Linked DNA regions of Ovis aries: region 1 is linked to region 2. A link is a contact called in public Hi-C data. All regions are on one chromosome and are shown on one strand. The core of a region is the stretch at or near the end of the contact, and the rest is flanking DNA. Distances in the headings are between cores, read along the strand shown.

Region 1 (4,348 bases), core at 111-2,610, 200 kb after region 2:
AAGGGCAATTAAAATTCCAAAGGATTAGTTAAAATTAACCTTTGATATACTTGCCAAAGGCAAACATAAAGAACAGAAGCAACACTGAGGAGCCTCACTAGTTTCACTTCTGTCATCTGTAATAAATGATTAAGCTTTGCCAAAAGCAAACCAGTTACTTGTCCTTACTGTGTTTTAAAGATTCACATAACTCACTCTAAGATAGCAACTGTGTCCCAAAACAACTGGCAGTGAGTCGTGAAATGGTCTTCTTCAACCGAGTTTCAGTCATTTGAGCAGTGTTGCCAAATCATAAGGCTCATTTTCCATGTCCCTAAACCTCAATCCTGTTAAGTTAGGCTACAGGAAAAAAAAAAAAAGGAAAATAAATTAAATCCAGCTGTGATCATTCTGCATCCCTCTACATAAGCCTAGAGATGTTTATGCGACTCCAAGGTTTCAAGGAACATGTTATGAAAATCCCTGCAAACTCTTTGTTGTTTACACTGAAATTCCCAGGAAGAATTAGAAACATCGATAACTGTGAGGAAAACAGGAAAAGGGGCCTTTGGTCAACACTTAACCTCTATTGTAGCTTTCAGTGGTAGAGCATCAGAAGAGACGACACCAGTTATTTGTAGGAAGAATTTGGAGAAGGGTGTTTTTACATTAAAATTTAACGTATTCCCTAAAATTGTTAGCTAAGTAACTAGGAAAGAAATGTGAGGGTGGAGGCACACCTCCTCCCGGAGAAATGTAAGCGAGAAGCTGCAAGTTTAATATGTTAAAGATTACGTTAGTGAGGACAAGAATGTACAGTTTTAGACATGGGGAAATACTGTCTGTGTCTAAAGAAAATCCATATGAAGTGGCTTTTAAAAATCAAAAAGCCTAGGAAGCTGGTTCAGGTGAAGCCCTGATCCTGATTCTGAGCTTCCACTCCGTTCTTTTGTCTGTTGTTTCATTCGCAAGCCCAGGAATTAATGAAGGGTTAAAAAAGTGATTCTTCTAAATTCATCACAGGAGGGAGCTGAAACACCTATGATTTTGATTGAAGAAACTTTCTAATTTGTAAATTTATAGCCAGGCAGGTAACTTCAATTAAATGGTTCTTTTCTGTATATAAATGTTTCCCATTTTTAGTAAGTTTAGAAGTCACCATGAATCAGACTATCTTTCAGAAATGTTGTCAGAAATGTCTGAGATGTTTCCTTCTAGCTTTTTCTCAAACTGACGTGAGAGAAGGCTCTCAGAGAGAGGTTCCAAAGCCTCTCCCTCGCTCCCATGGTTGCTACTGAATTAGGAGGAGCTCCCCGTAACCAAGGACCGTATTCCTTATATGGACTTAAGTAGCGTGCTCGTCAAAGATCTGTGCTTGCTTGTATTGTGCCAGCTCAGCATTGGCTGTTCTCAAGGGAAAAAATTGTGAAACTTCACAAACCTGAGTTAGAATTAGAGATCATAGCAGCCAAGTCATAGTTCATGGTCAAATGCCAACAGTTTTGACACTCAGGGGAGTCAGGATGAAGGGCATCTTATTGATATGGATTTCCAGTGTCAGAAAGGTGAAGTTCTGCCTCCTAAACCACCACACCCCTTTAAAAGTTTTTCCTTAAAAAGAAATTGACTGCCAGTGAAGATTTGAAATGCAGAAGGGAAAGTTGGTGGCATAAGGTTTAAAAAAAATCTATACTTTGGAATAGAAAAGAAATAAAGCAACTAATTCAGAACTGAATGAAAATAGAATTTGGGATGAAGAAAATCATACGATGTGAAAATGGGGGGAAAATGGAAAAATTAGAAAAATACAACATAACAGACCAGGTCATGCCGCAAACTTAAAAACTACAATAATTCAGTTTCTTACTACGTTTGCCTTTTAAGTATTAACCAAATTTGAAATATTTCTAATGATGGTCAATTTAATACTTTCGTTGGCAACTTAAGTTCTTGGCTGAACTTCCTAGTGCTATTTATGGACATTTTCCCTCGCCTGCCTATAAAAATACATCACTGAAATATTTTTAACAGCAAACTCTGTATGAGATAGTTTACTTTCATGACCTGTCAGATACTTGTGGTTGCTCCTAAGTAGCCTCATTTGTAAACACTTGTTTGTGGATTATTTCCCCTCAAATTGGTGTCATCTAAAAAAATAGTAGTAATAGCGTATTCATTAGGAATGCACTATATATGGCTAAAACTTCACTTTACATGATTTCACACCATTGCAAGCATTTTGGTTACTTCCAGGAATAATTTTTAGATCTCAGTGGCCCTGAAGAAGGATCTGCTTTCTCTTTAATATAAATCAAAGCTGCTGCCATGTTATTTTTCTTTAATCTTCAGCACTGTAAGTAACAAGAACTGGAGAGCATAAACAAAACAAACAAACAAACAAAAGAATTTATTTTTAAAATGAACTATAAGGGGAGGGGGGTTCAGGATTGGGAACTCATGTATACCCATGGCAGATTCATGTCAATGTATGGCAAAACCAATACAGTATTGTAAAGTAAAATAAAATAAAAAATACAATGAGCTATAGGGGTGGGGGTTTTAGACAAGTATAAAATACCATTCTCTACCAGGAATATACTCACATTATATAGCTCAGAAATGGCAACTAAGTTTCCTTGCCTGTGTTTATCATGGCCATTGATCACTTGCTATGGAGAATCACATTAAGAAGGGTTTAGAGGTCTAGTTCAGGCTCAACAAGAGAAAGTGTTCTGATTTGGAATTTTTCAAGAATTTTCTCAAAAATGTTAAGTTTAGAGGAATTATGGTTATATTTGGCAAGAAGAAATGTTCTAGCCAGTACACAGCACAGAGGTGTTTATCTCTACCCACTACTACTATTAGAATACTGGAAATGGCAGCCCACTCCAGTGTTCTTGCCTGGAGAATCCCAGGGACAGGGGAGCCTGTTGGGCTGCCGTCTATGGAGTCTCACAGAGTTGGACACGACTGAAGCGACTTAGCAGCAGCAGCAAGACATTTAGAAGAGCTGTTATAGTAGTTGTTCACAGTTTGGTAGTAATTAATTAAATAATCTAACCCCTAGGTGAGATCAATTGAGCCATGGGAGTGAAATGGGAATTGATTATGGGAGAAGAGAAGTAACAATTTGTGGGCAGGAGACACTAGAAGGTTTCCTAACATGTAAAATTCTTTTGAGAGATTTTGGCTGTCTGGATTGCCAATGTCTTATCTAGGTCACTGATGAAAATATCAAATGGAACAAGGCTTTGGTTTGACACCTGCTAAATATTATTTATGTCTTAAGGCCGACATCAAACCATTTGTAACCATTCTATTTATAAGTTTCCTGAGCACCCTTCTGAGTTTCCAGATATAAACTATAGTAGTGCTCTTGGCACTTGGCTGGTAGATTTGCTTGAAAATACAGATCTCTGAATTACCATCGGAATCTTCTTTCATAACTTTACTTTCCCCTGTAGCTCCAGGATGGTGGAAATTGCATGAGACAAAGATAGAAAGATTTGTATTTTAGCTCTAGAGCTCTAGCTTTAGTTAATTGTGTCATTTTGTACAAATTGGTTAATCTCTTTGAATCTCAGAAATGAAGGTCATCTGGGATCAGTATTTCCCAACCTATCGGCCTCAAATTCCAGAATGTCTTATCTATTGCCAAGGGCCCACAAATGCATGTGCACCCCAGAATTGTCTGACTAAGTACACTACCACATGTGAAAGATTGTGGTTACTGTCTCCAAAGAGGACTTTTGAAAATGGAGGAAAACACTGTCATAGTTTTGAACAAGCTTCTTTCTCTCTTAGGTTTTAACACATAGACCCCTTCCTCTATATTTGACAACAGTAAGAATATTTGACAAGAGTAAGGATAATCACTTCTGTTTTACAGTAAAATAACCTTGAGGCATAGAAAAGTATAATTAAGCTCTCCCATATTATATTCCGTGGTGGCTCAGATGGTAAAGCGTCTGCCTGCAATGCGGGAGACCCGAATTTGATTACTGGGTCAGGAAGATCCCCTGGAGAAGGAAATGGCAATCCACTCCAGCACTCTTGCCTGGAAAATCCCATGGACAGAGGAGCCTGATAGGCTACAGTCCATGGGGTTTGCAAAGAGTCAGACATGACTGGGCGACTTCACATATATTATATGATGGCTTCATCATTGTAGTAGGAATTGACTGCTATTGTTTGAGTAAGTTTGTTTTCTTTAACTGAGTACCATATATGATCTTTATTATACTTGGTTCCTTTCCCTGATGATAATTAAACAAATATAAATGTGTGGTTACATAATTGATTTGATTAAAATGTTCTTTGAGTAAGAGATTTCAATGAGAAACAGGAGCAGTGTTCAGTGAGCTACTTT
Region 2 (4,605 bases), core at 2,070-4,569:
TTTCTGACACCTTTTATCACAAGCTAAATGTATTAATTTCAACTGCCTTTTTTAAAAAAAAAATCAGCCTAAAAACATTATTTGAGCCTGTTAATTCTACATTTATTATAAATTTCATCATGAAAATAATTTAAAAATAAGAAAATAGGGCACCCTTGATTTGCACATGGAGGGGCTGAGGGGACTGACTGTCAGAAGTTAAAAGAAGATTATGAAATGAAGAATAACACCATTCAAAATGAGGTTTATTTTTTTGTGAGAGCGAATAAAAGAAACTGGGTCAAAGAAATTTTACTTGGTGCTTTGTACTTTACTGAAACAAGGAAAAGAAGGAAATATAAATGGAGGCCTTGAAAGAACTGGAGCTTATTTGCACGGGGAATTTGTTCTCTGTTGTTTTATCTCATTCTCTCTCTCTCTCTCTTTAATGGGGTTTAGTTGCTTTACAAAGTTGCAGTAGTTTCTGCTGTACAGCCAAGTGAATCAGCTATGTATATACTCATACCCCTCCTTTTCGGATTTCCTTCCCATTTACATCACCACAGAGTCTGAAGCAGGCTTTTCTTCAGCACCTTTCAAATTCTGCCCTAGCTTTCATGCATTCCTCTGATCTTGCTTTTCTGTAATGGATGATACATTATTAAATGTCCAGTCTTAGTATTATGTGAACTCTTTTTGTTGTGTTCAGTCACCCAGCTGTGTCTGACTCTTTGCGACCCCATGGACTGCAGCATGCCAGGCCTTCCTGTCCCTCACCACATCCCGGAGTCTGCCCAAGTTCATGTCCATTGCATCAGTGATGCCATCGAGCCATCTTACCCTCTGACACCCTCTTTTTCTTCTGCCCTCAACCTTTCCTGGCATCAGGGACTTTTCCAATGAGTCAGCTGTTCGCATCAGATGACCAAAATACCAGAGCTTCAGCTTCAGCACCAGTCCTTCCAACAAGTATTCAGGGTTGATTTCCCTTAAGATTAACTGGCTTGATCTCCCTGCTTTACAAGAGATTTTCAGGTGTCTTCTCCAGCATCACAGTTCGAAGGCATCAATTCTCTGACTTTTTGCCTTCTTTATGGTACAGCTCTCATAACCATACCTGACCACTGGGAAGACCATAGCCTTGATTTTACAGACCTTAGCTGGCAGAGTAGTGTCTCTGCTTTTCAACACACTGTTATATTTGTTATAGCTTTCCTGCCAAGAAGCAATCATCTTCTGATTTCATGGCTGCAGTCACCATCCGCAGTGATTTTAGAGCCCAGGAAGAGGAAACCTGTCACTACTTCCAGCTTTCCCTCTTCTATTTGCCAGGAAGTAATGGGGCCAGATGCCATGATGTTAGGTTTTTTAATGTTTAGTTTTAACTGGCTCTTTCACTCTCCTCCTTCACCCTCATCAAGAGGCTCTTTAGTTCGTCTTCACTTTCTGCCATTAGGATGGCATCATCGCATATCTGAGGTTGTTGCTGTTTCTCCTGCGTATCTTGATTCTAGCACGTAACTCATCCAGCCCAGCATTTCTCATGATGTAGTCAGCGTATAGGTTAAACAAACAGGGTGACAGCAGACAGCCCTGTCGTACTCTTTTCTCCATCCTGACCTCCATCCATTTGTTCTATAAAGGGTTCTAACTGGTGCTTCTTGACCCGTATACAGGTTTCTCAGGAGACAGGTAAGGTGGTCTGGTATTTCCATCTCTTTAAGAGCTTTCCCCAGTTTGTTCTGATCCACACAGTCAAAAGCTTTAGCGTAATCAATGAAACAGAGATAGATGTTTTTCTGGAATTCCTTTGCTTTCTCTATGATCCAGCGAATGTGGGCAGTTTGATCTCTGGTTTCTCTTCTTTTTCTAAACCCACCTTAGACAACTGCAAGTTCTTGGTTCACATAATGCTGAAGCCTAGCATGCAAGATCTTAAGCATGACCTTACTAGCATGGGGGATGAGTGCGACTGTCCGAAGCTTAGCATTCTTTAGTACTACCTTTCTTGGGAACTGGGAAGAGGATTAACCTTTTCCAGCCCTGTGGCCACTGCTGGGTCTTCCGGATTTACTGACATATTGAACGCAACACGTTGACGGCACTATCCTTTAGGATTTTGAAGTCTTTAGTTATCTATATTTCTTGATCTCTTTAGAGAAAATATAGCATGGGGTCTAAAGATAACATAGATAAAGAATGAGTATATATTTGCACAATGTCTATAAAAATACCAATATAATATAAAGATTTTAAGGTATAATACCAACTTAGAAATCACTTGTAACTATTCCTGATAAAAGTCCATCTCCCTCACTAACAGCAAGGTACTTTGCACTAACCTTAGCTCCTCTCACTGCACATCATCAGTTTCATCACTGAATCATCCCTATTAGTGATTTCAATGATTTCTACTATATAGTTAGGAACAATTTCTTGTATGGGGCAAAAATATGCCATTTTGTAGTCGTAATATAATCCTAATATTATAAAAAGAATTTACGATGAAAGTATTTTTCCAAATCCAGATTAAAATAATGTATGATTCAATAGTGTTGAGTCAATCTGTTATCTATTTGAAAATATAAATAAATCTTTCTGAATGCCATGTTCAACAGCCACCCAGTATGAGTCCTTGGAGAAACCAGGTATCCTGGGAAAGTCACTATACCGCCCCATGTCTAGCGAGAATGTTCTTCCAGCATTAGAGAACAGAAGCCACTGGCCACATGCTCTCTGGCTAAATATTCTGGATCACACATCCTGAGCTCTCCCATTCAATCATTCATTGCATCCATTCGTTCATTCAGCCACAAAATCTTATTCGAAGTCCCATTTCACACCATGTATGCTGCCCACTGTAATTTCCTGTTCTCATGGTATTTATGGTCTAATGTCCACTTTTCCGTAACAGACCCCAAGGAGCAAGTCCACCATACTTCCCATCTCTGTTTACCTGCCACAAATACTACCTATTGAGTCATCCATCCATCATCTTCTGAACTCTCATTTCTTTACTGTTCTATGTCTCCTGATCTGATCCATTTCCCATACCTCTCAGACCTCACAAACCCTCTGCCATTCTAGATGTGCCTGCTGTCCCCCAGAAGTCCCTTTTTTCTCATACTGCATAAGTTTATAAACCTAGAGATGGAGCAAGTGTCCTTCTGCTTCCTTTTTACACCATCAATCATCTTTGATCCTGCAATATGCTGAGTGCTTCGGGGCCTGGGTCATTAGACTACACCGCTGACTCCGCACCTATTCACTGTCTGGCCTTAACCCTGCCCACTGTCGGCTTTAGCCCCGGGCTCACTGTCTTTCTCTTTACCCCATTCCAACAATCTTCCTGATGACCTCAATGTTATCATGCTGAGTCACTAAATAATCAGACTGCTGCATTCTCTAACTTCTTCAGTTCAGTGATAATCCCTCTACAGTTAGGTCACTGGCCTGGAATGCCACAACCACGCACTCCAGAATTCATAACCTTTACTTTCCATCAGCAAGTCTAACATGTCTAAAATCTCTGTTTTAAACACCCTTTTCCGCAACTCACTCCTCTACATTTTGACTCCCTTAGCCTTTTTACTGTACTGAGTTGATTCGGCAATTTCACTGACTTTTACCAACTGAATTAATGCTTACCAAATTCACTGACTCGGCAATTTTCCATTATCCACCATCAACAACCCCCTTATTTCTAAACCCCTGCCAGTTCTTCCTCTAAAATATAAACCAGTTCAAGTCTCTACAGCTCTATTAGAACTTTCACGGCCTGAGTGACTATCACCTCTTGCCTGAATTAAGAAAACACACAGAACTAGCCTTCTGTTTTCATTGTTTCTCCTTTATAATTAAGTTTCCATAGTATTCAGAATGATCTTTTAAAAACTGACATCAGATGTTACTCCCATGATTAAAATCTTATATTTGGTTTCTTATTTGTGACAAGAATCTAAACCCCTTAATGTTATACACAAGGCAATAAATGGCCTGGCATTTATTTACTCAGTTGCTTATCAATCTCCACAGCCATCTATGAGGCCTCAGTCTAAGGGAGAGTGTTTGTGGAAGAAGATGGGGCTATGGACTTTAGTCAAGGAACTAGCTCATATTATCAGCTAAAAACAAGCACTTATATCATTGCCTCTGACCCTAAGACCGCTTAAATGTCCCATGATTTTTCAGTTGATTTTGTTGGGGTTGGCTATATAACCGTCAAAGAGCAAACATAATAAACATTAAACATAATATGCACATGAGAGTTTACTAGCACAGAACAGAACTATTATTTGCTTATAATTTTAGAGGCCATGTGAAGTGGCAAAGTCATCTTGGGTTCATTTTCCTCCAAAATCCCTAGTTCTTCAGATATTTGTTTTTTGATAACTTTATCCCACTCCTCCCAATATGTTCAAGAAGAGCAAATAATTTGATCTATACTGCACATAACCATATCAAATTTCTTTCCTTCCTTTAAAAAAAAATCTAGATTTGGTCCATTTTCCTACATGGCCAATATATTATTGAGGAAGATCTGGTTATGAAACATACTTGCTATACCTTCCTGCTTCATATTAGCTACAAATTAAGGCAGTCAGCTGTAGAAGGGGTCTTCATCCA

Evidence for each region. A called contact is a pair of places that touch in the nucleus more often than the background predicts.
Region 1: a contact with region 2 is called in a Hi-C map of omental adipose tissue, with 4 times the contacts expected there. The contact joins two enhancer-like sites. A contact is called at or near these places in 13 of 16 Hi-C or Micro-C datasets (blood, hypothalamus, liver and 6 more).

The regions. Positions count from the first base shown.
Region 1 is chr6:30,861,706-30,866,053 of ARS-UI_Ramb_v3.0, forward strand. No RefSeq gene overlaps it. Among named protein-coding and RNA genes, the nearest start is that of PDLIM5, 46 kb to the left of the region's middle. Within about 2 kb of position 1,361, at least 5 of the 54 cell types and tissues checked have an H3K27ac peak or open chromatin away from gene starts, as enhancers often do.
Region 2 is chr6:30,655,797-30,660,401 of ARS-UI_Ramb_v3.0, forward strand. All of the region lies in intron 9 of PDLIM5 (PDZ and LIM domain 5), which reads right to left. Among named protein-coding and RNA genes, the nearest start is that of PDLIM5, 160 kb to the right of the region's middle. Within about 2 kb of position 3,320, at least 7 of the 54 cell types and tissues checked have an H3K27ac peak or open chromatin away from gene starts, as enhancers often do.